2 separate regions of the Sus scrofa genome follow, and region 1 is linked to region 2. The links are chromatin contacts, called in public Hi-C maps. All regions are on one chromosome and are shown on one strand. The core of a region is the stretch at or near the end of the contact, and the rest is flanking DNA. Distances in the headings are between cores, read along the strand shown. Region 1 has its middle 75 kb from the start of SELENOP. Region 2 holds the start of SELENOP (selenoprotein P).

Region 1 (5,599 bases), core at 1,144-3,643, 75 kb before region 2:
TGATTTTGCTTTTTAGGGCTGCACCCGCAGCATGTGGAGGTTCCTAGGCTAGGGGTTGAATCAGAGCTTTAGCTGCTTGTCTACATCACAGCCACAGCAATGCCAGATTCAAGCCGTGTCTGCAACCTATACCATAGCTCATGGCAACATCAGATCCTTAACCCACCGAGCGAAGCCAGGGACCAAACATGTGTCCTTTGGATACTTACTAGTCAGGTTCATATCTGCTGTGCCACAACAGGAACTCTCCTTAGTGTGATCTTGATGAAGTGTGTTAGCATCTCTAGGCCTAAGGTCTTCACCTCTCAAATGAAATTTGGGGGAGGATAGGACAGTCTAGAGTCTTGTCTTGCTCATCAGGCTGTAGCTGTCATGTGCATGTTTTGGACTTGTAGTGTGAGTAGAGTTATGGTTCTCAACCTTGGCTGTATGTTAGAATCATCCAGGGAGACTGTTCCCGAGGCCAGGATATAGGCATCACAGCCATGGTCATAAAGCCTTCTGGGCCATTCCAGTGTGAAGCAGCTTTTAGAGCAGGGCCATTGCACCTGTGCTTTCTGTAGCACCAACACTGGCATCACCTGGTGGCTGATAAGACACACGGAGCCACTGCATTAGAATTTGCATGCAGTGCTTTAGAGCTTTGCTGACATCTAGTGGTGACAGCCTGTATTAAGACTTTCCTGGAGTCTGGCACAACATTGTAAATCAACTATACCTTAATAGTAGTGAAACAACTCATTCCAGGGAATTTTTTTTAAAAAAATTTATTTAAAAAATTTTAAGTGAATTTTATTTTTTATTTTTTTATTTTCTATTAGAATCTGATTTACAGTGTGTTAGTGCCAGGTTTACAGCAAAGTGATTCAGTTACACATTTCTATTCTTTTTCAGATTCTTTGCCTATATGGGTTATTACAGAATATTGAGTAGAATTCCCTGTGCTATATAGTAGTCCTTGTTGATGATGCATTTTATAAATAGTAGTGTGTATCTGTTAACCCCAAATTGAAATGCCAGATGTCACTGTAGTAAGTCCAGTTTGTGAAGGCCCAGATTTATGAACCCTGAGTATGAACGATACTCAAGGGAATGATCATGTGTTTCTCAAAAGTAAATGGTGAATACAAGAAACATGCTGATCTTAATGCCCTTTGCCAGAAAAGAATGAAAATTGCTGGTGAAAACATCTGATTTCTGTAAATATATTCTTAAGACTTAGCTTTCTGCATGCAAATTTTCTTTCCAGTTTAATTTCTGGTATTGAATAATACTAGAATTAAAAATAACTCGTGTTCTTGGGAGTTCCCTGTTGACCTAGAGGTTAATGGTCTGGCATTGTCACTGCTGTGGTTCAATCCCTGCCCAGGAACTTCTGCATGCTGTGGGTGTGGCAAAAACAAAATCAGGTGTTCTCAATAGGGGAGTGGTGAAATAAACTATTAATAATTCACTTAATGGATTTTTCAAGCAGATACGATGAGATTTTGGAAATACAAAAGACTCTTGTCAATGCGCAGTTGGGAAAAAAAAAAAAGGCAAGGTATATACCTGTGTACTCAGTCTGATGACAAATATACAACAAACCAAAAACCTAAAAGCAAGCTCAAAACCATGCAAGGAGAAAAGATTGAAAAGACATGCATCTGAATGTTAATAATAGTTATCCATGCATAGTAGACACTTATCTATTATTTTCAGAAAGTTTGTGAAATATGTTCTTTATAATTTAATCAATTTCCTTGAACAATCCAGAATTTGTACCTTTATTACTATTATTTTTTTGGCCTTGACCTAGTCATGTGGAATTCCTGGGCCAGGGATCAAACCTGTACCACAGCAGTGACAATGTCAGATCCTTAACTGCTAGGCCACCAGGGAACTCCCTCTTCCTTAAAAAAAGACTCCTGCCCTCTGGTCTTCATGAATTGTATGCAACTGAAACATTTTAAACTCCTGCCCTCATCTCAAATTTCACAGAAATCTGATAGAAGGAAACACAGTCTCATAACATAATGGCCTCATGATAACATCTATAGCTTGTTTATGTGATTCTGTGAGATTCATGCTGTTATTTCAGTTCTCTTCACATCAAATTCTGCCCTAGCAGTTCATAGCAATGGGTATTTTGTGTTATGTGATTCTTTCTGAGGCAGACCCATGTGAGCAGGGTAATTGTTGTTGAGGAAATATAATTAAAAACGGAATTTCTCCCAAGCTAGGAAACTTCTCCACGAAGAGAGAGTAGAAAGAAAACAGCTTTATTATTGAATAAGCATTAAACCAAAATTCAATAAGCATCACAGGCAGTCCACTAAGGGAATGGAAAGCCAGAGGGAAATCTTACCCTTTTATGGAGTCAAGCCGACCCCACTGTTGGATGCATTTTCTCTAGATAAACATCAACTAGTCCTCAGGTTAGAGGACCATTGGCCCCACACAGTTCATCCTAGATTCCTCTGGCACTGGGGTGACCCTCTGGGTTAGCTGATTGGCTTTATCCAAGGGAAACAGACTTCTTTCTGACACTAGGTTTTAAGCAGGGTATCCACTCAAGTTGGGCTCTGATCCTCCCAGAGAGACTGGTTCCTTGTCTTCCCTCATGTTTGCATTTCCAAGAGATGACTCCCAGGTCCTTGAGAAAGACATTCCTGGGTCCGAAAAAACGACAGGAGGCTATTGAGCTTTTAAAAAAGATTCGCACACCTTTCAAAGAGACAGAGAAAGAACTCACAATGACAGCTTTTCTAAAGTTAATGCTCGAAGATAAAGGGAAGGGGGAGGATAGCTCTTCCCTTGTTTTCAACTGGTAGAGTTTAGCCTCTTATTTTTTAGTTAACTTACATTTGTCCTTACATTGCCCACAGCTTTAACAGGCCTTTGTAAGAACCATGTGTTGAAGGCTCTTTCTGTTTGTTGTGCAGCCCCCCTTCACCTGACATCCCCCCACAAATGGGTTAATCACTGGAAGCCCTTCCGGTACCTGACTGTGGTTTCCCAGCCCATTGGCTTTCATTGAGTTTGGTGGGTTTTACTTGCAAAGGTGAGCAGGGCAGGGAAAAGTGAGCGGTAGATGGGTTTCATTTCTGAAACTAGGGGTAATGCCTCTCTGCTCAGCCTCCCCCAGCTCTCTGACTAACATCAGAACCCAGAGATGTTAGAACACCACAGTTAGTCACAAAAATCTTCCTTCCATGGAAGCCCAGTCACCATGTAGGTAATAGTAATAGTCTCCATTTGTGTCACACTTTACAGGTGAGGAAGCAGACTCATGTCTGTAATTATTCTAAAGCTCATAATAATCCTACAGTGTATGCATCATAATCCCCATTTTCTATAAAATCTGTAGCATCTATTTATACTTCAGTTATTATCTTTCAGAATTTATTTTCCATATATACCTTTAAGCTTTACATTCAAGTTAAAATATTAAAAGAATATTTTAGAAATATGCTCGAATGCATGAATCTGCTTAATGTGAATAGAACCACGAAGTAGCTTCCTCTGGTTTGCAAATATAAAATACATATGCATAAAATCAGAGATATCATTGGGTATATGTGATATAAAAATAGACTGTGTTAAAGAGCCTTTAATGTTTACCAGTCAATGTTACAGCCGAAGGAGGTTATTAAAAACTTAAACACCAAAATGAGAGGGAAATTCAGTTCTAAGATGTGATACTCTCATCAGGCCATATTACACTTAAATGCTTCCTATTTAGAGTGTTAGAATTATTCCCAAAGCAGTTTATGGTGTTACTTTTTTCTTTCTAAAACGAAGTCAATAGGATTTTATTTGATTTTATTCAGAGTGATTTAACTGAATGTGATACCAAGTTAAGAGTTATTAAAATCTTGGACTTCCTGTCATGGCTCAGTGGAAACGAATCTGACTAGCATCCATGAGGATGCAAGTTGGATCCCTGGCCTTGCTCAGTGGGTTAAGGATCTGGAGTTGGCTGTGAGCTGTGGTGTAGGTATCAGAGGTGGCTCGGATCCTGCTTTGCTGTGGTTGTGGCGTAGGCTGGCAGCTATAGCTCCAATTTGACCCCTAGCCTGGGATCCTCCAAATGCTGTAGGTGTGGCCCTAAAAAGAAAAAAAAAAAAAAAAACCCAAAAAACAACAATGAAAAACGGGGAGGCGGGGGGAGCTGTTAAAATCTGGACATGCTATAGAAGTAGGGAACAGTGGGTAGACTTTTAAAGACAGTGGGGTCTTAAAAAAAAAAAAAAAAAAAAAAAAAGGAGTTCCCGTCGTGGCGCAGTGGTTAAGGAATCCAACTAGGAACCATGAGGTTGCAGATACGGTCCCTGCCCTTGCTCAGTGGGTTAACGATCCGGCGTTGCCATGAGCTGTGGTGTAGGTCGCAGATGCGGTTCGGATCTCGCGTTGCTGTGGTTCTGGCATAGGCCAGTGGCTACAGCTCCGATTCGACCCCTAGCCTGGGAACCTCCATATGCCGTGGGAGCGGCCCTAGAAATGGCAAAAAGACAAAAAAAACAAAACAGTGGGGTCTTTAAAAACTCATTTAGGAATGTAATCCCCAGACCCTCCTGCCTCAGGGCTAGAGTTATTCCCTTTGTTTAGACGATACAGTGACCGTAACAGATGAATCCCCAAGAAAATTTTTATTATTTTCTAGGAGTTTTGTAATTTTATGTAAATTGAGTATACTTTAAAAAATTTAAAATGTTCTGTCAGTTTCTGTTGCACAGCCAAGTGACCAGCTATACATTCATACATTCTTTTTCTCACATTATCCTCCATCATGTTCTATCACAGGTGATCAGATGTAGTTCCCTGTGCTATACTGCAGGATCTCATTGCTTATCCATTCCAGATGCAATAGTTTCTAGCCCCAAACTCATTATTTATTAAAAAATGGTATCGAGGTATGTCATGTAAAAATCGAAACATACTTAATGTGTATACCTTGATGGGTTTGGGGATTAGTGTGTGTCTGTGACACCATCACCATCAAGTCCATAAACATATGTATCACTTGCCAAAGTTTGCTATTGCCCTCTTTATTATTATTACCATTATTATTTTGGGGGGTAAGAGTAATTAATGGTGGTTCCCATTGTGGCTCAGCAGTAATGAACCCGACTAGTATCCATGAGGACGAGGGTTTGCTCCCTGGGTTAAGGAGCCAGCATTGCTGGAGATGTGGGTGTAGGCTGAGTTGCTGTGGGTGTGGTGTAGGTCAGCAGCTGTAGCTGTGATTTGACCCCTAACCTGGGAACTTGCATATGCCCCAGGTGTGGCCATAAAACAAACAACAAAAGAATAAATTATATGATTTACCTTCTTAGCGAATGATAAGCACACAGTATAGTGTTGTTTGTTATATGCAGTATGCTGTGTAGTAGGTCTCCAGAACTTAGTATCTTGCATAACTGGAACTTTGTACCCTGTGGCCATCACCTACTCATTTTCCCTTCCCCCACCCCCAGCAACTGCCATTCTACTATTGGCTTCTATAAATTTGACTATTTTTGGTTTCACAAGTAAGTGAGATCATAGAGTTTGTCTTCCCGTGTCTGGCTTATTTCACTTAACATAATGTCTGCCACATTGTCACAGATGGTAGGAT
Region 2 (5,041 bases), core at 1,269-3,768:
GGCGTTATTTATTTATTTTTTTGTCTTTTTGCCATTTCTTGGGCCGCTCCCGAGGCATATGGAGGTTCCTAGGCTAGGGGTCGAATTGGAGCTGTAGCTGTTGGCCAGAGCCACAGCAATGCAGGATCTGAGCTGTGTCTGCAACCTACACCACAGCTCACGGCAACACCAGATCTTCAACCCACTGAGTGAGGCCAGGGATCGAACTCGCAACTTCATGGTTCCTAGTCGGATTCGTTAACCACTGAGCCACGAGGGGAACTCCATAAGGGGGTTAATATTTTATATAGGTCCTCCATATAGTAATAACATGAACTTTTTAATAATTCACGATATTGCTGTTTTATAATTGTGAATATTTTGATGCCATATACTAGCTGCTGTAGCTAATAAACTGGTCTGTAAAATCACAATTCACAGCCCTTCTCTCTCTTGTCATGGACCCACAGATTCTTGGGGCCCTATTCTCCATGGAAATCACCCATGACCCATAAGAAGTTGAAAATTTTTTATTAAAAACATGGATAAAATATATGTTTAAACATAATGGGGAAAAAATGATGATGTGTGGAAGAAGGAGACGATACGAAAAAAAATGTAGGTGCTTGACTCCAGGGTTGGAAGTTGTGAGAGATGAGATCATTAGGATAAAGTTCAACGTGCTAGGATACAGTCAGTAATCTTAATGTTCATGTATGGTGGTGCCTGGAACAACCTCTCAGATTTTAATCATCCCTAAAAATGGAAACCAGAGAACGTTCTAGATAGTGCTGTGGTCAGATTTGCTGAGTGCTTTGGAGGTAGAGCGTAAAACCTAAGATAAAGTGCTATGTTGTGCCTAGAATAAGAACCTAATTCATGTTTAGTTTCGTTTGATTTAATGTAATTTGTTTTAGCACCCAGTGAAGGTTTGTTTGAAAATTCTGCTTTCTTAAGAATGCTGACTGGATCTGGACTGCCCCACACAAAAGAGGCTATTAGGAATGGATTCCTTTTAAACCTCACAAGCTCCCCATCTTCTCCTTTTGTCAGCTTAGGGTTTTAGAGGCACAGGGACCTGGACACACACAATCCTGGGCACTTCGTCTTGGAGCTAGCTACACACTTGGAGGGAATTCTTTGACACAGGAGGCAGCGGCTAAGCCTCAGGTAAAGGAAGGAGCTGATGGCCCAATACTTGATTTTCTGTTACAGATGGACCCAATGTGACTGTATAAATTTGTCAGGAAAATGAACCATAGGATCATCTGCTTTATACAATTCCCACCCCCCCACAAGATTCTTTTAAAAAGCAAGCTATGTATAGGTGTATTTTTTTTTCCTGGGGAAAAACTAAACATTTCACTGGATTCTCAAAGGGATCTGGGACCTCAAAAGGTTAAGATCAACTGCTTAGTGTGAGGAAATAGAATTTGGCTTTCAAATGCCAGGCTTCTACTTCGACAGTATGTTTCTTTATAGCATAGATAACCATCTGAGCCTCTTTGTACTTCCTGCATCTTGTACAATAGAACCCAGCTTGCAGCAATCAATAGGAGTTTGTTTGCACAAAAATGCATCCATAGTGAAAGCAAGGCTTACTTGAAAACCATCACCATCCAGGGCTGATATCATTTGACATTGCTCCTGCCCTTACGCATCACAGAGGGGGTATGTGTGTGCTCATTTGTAGCCATTGGTGGAAAGACTTTATCCACTTCTGAAAGAGAAGGAATTTTCAATTTTAGTTTTACATTTTGGAATTTCTATACCCGTTTCCTGTCTAGCCACTATCACAGCTAACTTGTATTTGTGTGGTATTTAAATTTGTAAAGTGTTTTTTTTTTTTTTTAATACTTAAAAAATTTCTGTCAGATCCATAAATCTTCCAGGGAGCAGGACTTCTGTGATGAGAAGAATGAGGCCTGGTTTCCCTCCCTATTTCCTTATTCATTTCCTCAAATGAAAAAGAAAGGAGCAGAGATACTGTGAGATTCCACAGAGATTCAGGTTTTAAACACTGCAAAATAATCCTAGCAGATCTGTACCAATAGGAGACAGGAAAGATTTGAAAGAGCAGATGACTTTTCTGACAAAGCTCACAGTTTGGGTTAGGCTAGCACCTGGCCACTACAAACAGAAGAAAAAAATTTTTTTTCTTTTTTTAAAGCGGCAGCTTAACTTGCTGGCTCAGCAAATGTTTTTCCCTATTATAGTTTGGAAAAGAGCATGACTTGGAGGCCTTCTTTACCCTTAGCCCTTCCTCCCGCCCCAGACTGTACCATTAAATCCTAGACACTGGGGTGACTGAAAAGGATAGGGAATAAAATTGTAATTGCCAAAAAACTTTCTCCCCATTTTATGCCTGGCAGTGCTTACTACTTTTTTAAAAAGTTGATTATAAGAATCATTTCAGGGGTTTGCTCTGCTTGCAAGGTCACCGCCTGAGCGGGCACTGAACTTTGGATTATGACTGAAGAGTGAGGTAAACAACAGGACTATAAATATCCAAGTTTCTGGCTGTGGCTTTGTGGAGCTGCCGAGCTGAGCAAAGAGAAAGGAAGCAAGCTAGTCGGAAGGGGTCGTGTAAGTAGGAACTTTGTGTTTTTCATGATTGATTCCTTGAGAGTTTGGTAAATAACTTGATTTTTGAGTCTGATAAAATGTTTCTGTCCTTAGAATAGATTTAAAAAAAAAAAGATTGGTAAAGAAAATAAAAGTAATACTGAAGAAAGAACAAAAGAGTCTAAACTCCGGCAGTGGGCACATTGACAATTCTTGCTAATTTTTGCCCTGCCTTCTGCACAGCTAAGGATGAAGATGGGGGCAATGGAGGCTGGAGAAATCGAACACTTTTACTTTGCAAAAAGTTGTGCTGTCTTACGGGCAATATTGTATGTTCACGCTTACGTATCTCCCACGAAAGGCAGAGTGAGAGCTTTAAGGGGAAAAATAGCCCATGGGTTTGAAGAGCAAGGACTGAAATATGGCCATTCCACAGTGCTGTAGAAACGTCCAGGGTATTGTGAGCAGTTTCGCATTAAAGAACAGCAGCAAAAGGGGAGGGCAGGTTTGGTTCACTGTGTGGAAATGATCACCCTGGAAAGAGTTAAACCTGTGTCAGAATCAGGTGGTCTGTGATTAAATGTGAGGTGGTTTTCAGGTGAGTGAGGTGGGACCCTCAGATGGGAGTCTGAAATTCAGGGGAAGAGGGTGGAAAAAGATTGTGCATACTTTGCCTTCTGATGGGGTATTTTAAACAAATGTAAGTCTGTATGTGGCCAACAAATCTAGGTTTTGTGATTGAAAGTGGTGAGATTAATGAAATTCACAACTACATTTTAATTGTTATTGCACTGCCTTCCAGGAAATCTAATTTTCTTATTTATTGTCACTATTTTATACAGCTGCCTGACAGCTGTAATCAATCAGAAGTTTATTATGTAAAAAATGAGCTCACGAAAACAAAGCCGAACAGCCTATTGATTCAGTGACAGGAAAATCTGAATATAATCCACTATCCTCTGCCAATGGCTTTAGTTATTTTTCATTAAAAAAAAAATGAGAAATACGTGATAGAACCTTTTCATTTATATTCACTATTCAGCCATTCGGAATGGTATACTGTATGGCAAAGTGACGGTGCCAAGTGTATTCCAGAAAGCAGAGAAATCTAGCCATTCTAGTAAGAAACAAAACATCTTGAATAATTTTGACATTCTCTTTGTCATCTTAGGGCAAAAATCCTGGCTCCTAGAGCTATTAAAAGTTGACCTGTCTAAAAACCGTAGCTAAGAGGTCTTGTTTTGGAATTAGCAGAACCGGTTTGAATCCAGTTTCTCCTGTGATTCAGTACTTGTGCGGACTTGGGCAAGATGCCTAAGCTCTCTCTCTTAGCTGTAATTTTCTCAATTGCAAAGGGGATAATTGTCACATAGATGCAAAGACTGACTGACATGATATTAAAAAGTGCTTAGTGCCATCAGCATGTCGTTCTATAAATGCTTAACAAATGGTAGCTATAATAAGGATAATTATGTCCTCAGTATAAGAACTATGCTAAGAAATTGCCTAGAGTTAGTCCAAACATGGCCTGTCCTTTTTTAAAACTAGAATTTTAAAGATATTAGAAGAGTTTGGATGGCCTTAATAAATCATTTAATTTATCCTCTCTTAAATTCCCCCCTCCCTCTTTATTTCTCTCCCTCTGGTTATGCTTTTATCAAGATACTCTATATAGCTAGGGGTTTTGTGGTGTCAAATAATGTGAAATGTAATCAGGTTTTAAAAAGTTTAACTATATCTACTAGTGCATTAGAGCCCAAATCAATCTGATTTTAGCCTTTCTATTTCCTCTTAATTCTGGGCTCAGTCTAAGTAACTTATTAACTGCCTATCCTCCCTCCACTGTTCTGTACCCTCCCCGCAAAAAACCACTTCTACTTTTTTTAAATATCCCAGATCTGTGCCTGAAGATGTGCCAACTTCTCAGATCTGGAATTTTGTTCTTATCTCTCCACACAGACTGTCATATCAAAATGAGCCTGATTAACTGATTAACTTGGTAGATCTCAAATAAAAATTAAATGTTTGCATAAAATGTGGGGATTTTTCTTTTTCTGCTCGTCTCTGCTGAAAGTATTCTTCTTTTCCCTACCGCCTGTCTATGGTTCCCTTGCTTTATTTGTACCTTTCTGCAGAGAGTGCTGGCCCTTATTTTGGGAATATTTCTCATCAGGTAGTTAACTTTAAGAGGGGTCATCTTTTTACCCAAGAAAATGCTATCTAGTCTCAGGAACTTCCTGAAAGTAGTGGTAGCCAGTAAGTAGGCAGTGTAGATTTCAGTGAGTCTTAAATGGTACAGGGGCCCGTGACTTGTAATACTTCTTTCTGGTCAGTCATTTTTCCATTGGTCCATCTTTGTCTTGGATGTGATAGCAACATTTTGGCAGGCATGACTTCTGAATCTCTTCATGTTAGCAGGCTGCCTTACTCTACCTCCTTTCTTCGTGGGTTTCCGTGCTGACTTTTCATTTCTGTACACAATCTCCTATTTACCCTT

The links. Hi-C and Micro-C count contacts between places; a contact is called where the count stands out from the background.
Region 1: a contact with region 2 is called in a Hi-C map of alveolar macrophages, with 2.2 times the contacts expected there. The contact joins the enhancer-like site here to the promoter of SELENOP in region 2. A contact is called at or near these places in 19 of 47 Hi-C or Micro-C datasets (alveolar macrophages, embryonic fibroblasts, epiblast stem cells and 10 more) and 2 of 2 datasets of contacts at active chromatin or transcription factors (alveolar macrophages and skeletal muscle).

The regions. Positions count from the first base shown.
Region 1 is chr16:27,619,970-27,625,568 of Sscrofa11.1, reverse strand. It overlaps the pseudogene LOC106506477. Among named protein-coding and RNA genes, the nearest start is that of SELENOP, 75 kb to the right of the region's middle. Within about 2 kb of position 2,393, at least 8 of the 83 cell types and tissues checked have an H3K27ac peak or open chromatin away from gene starts, as enhancers often do. A contact at or near this core is called in alveolar macrophages, fetal liver and liver, where this site is marked.
Region 2 is chr16:27,545,340-27,550,380 of Sscrofa11.1, reverse strand. It overlaps SELENOP (selenoprotein P), which reads left to right and starts at 2,518. Exons shown (of 5, transcript NM_001134823.1): 1 at 2,518-2,565.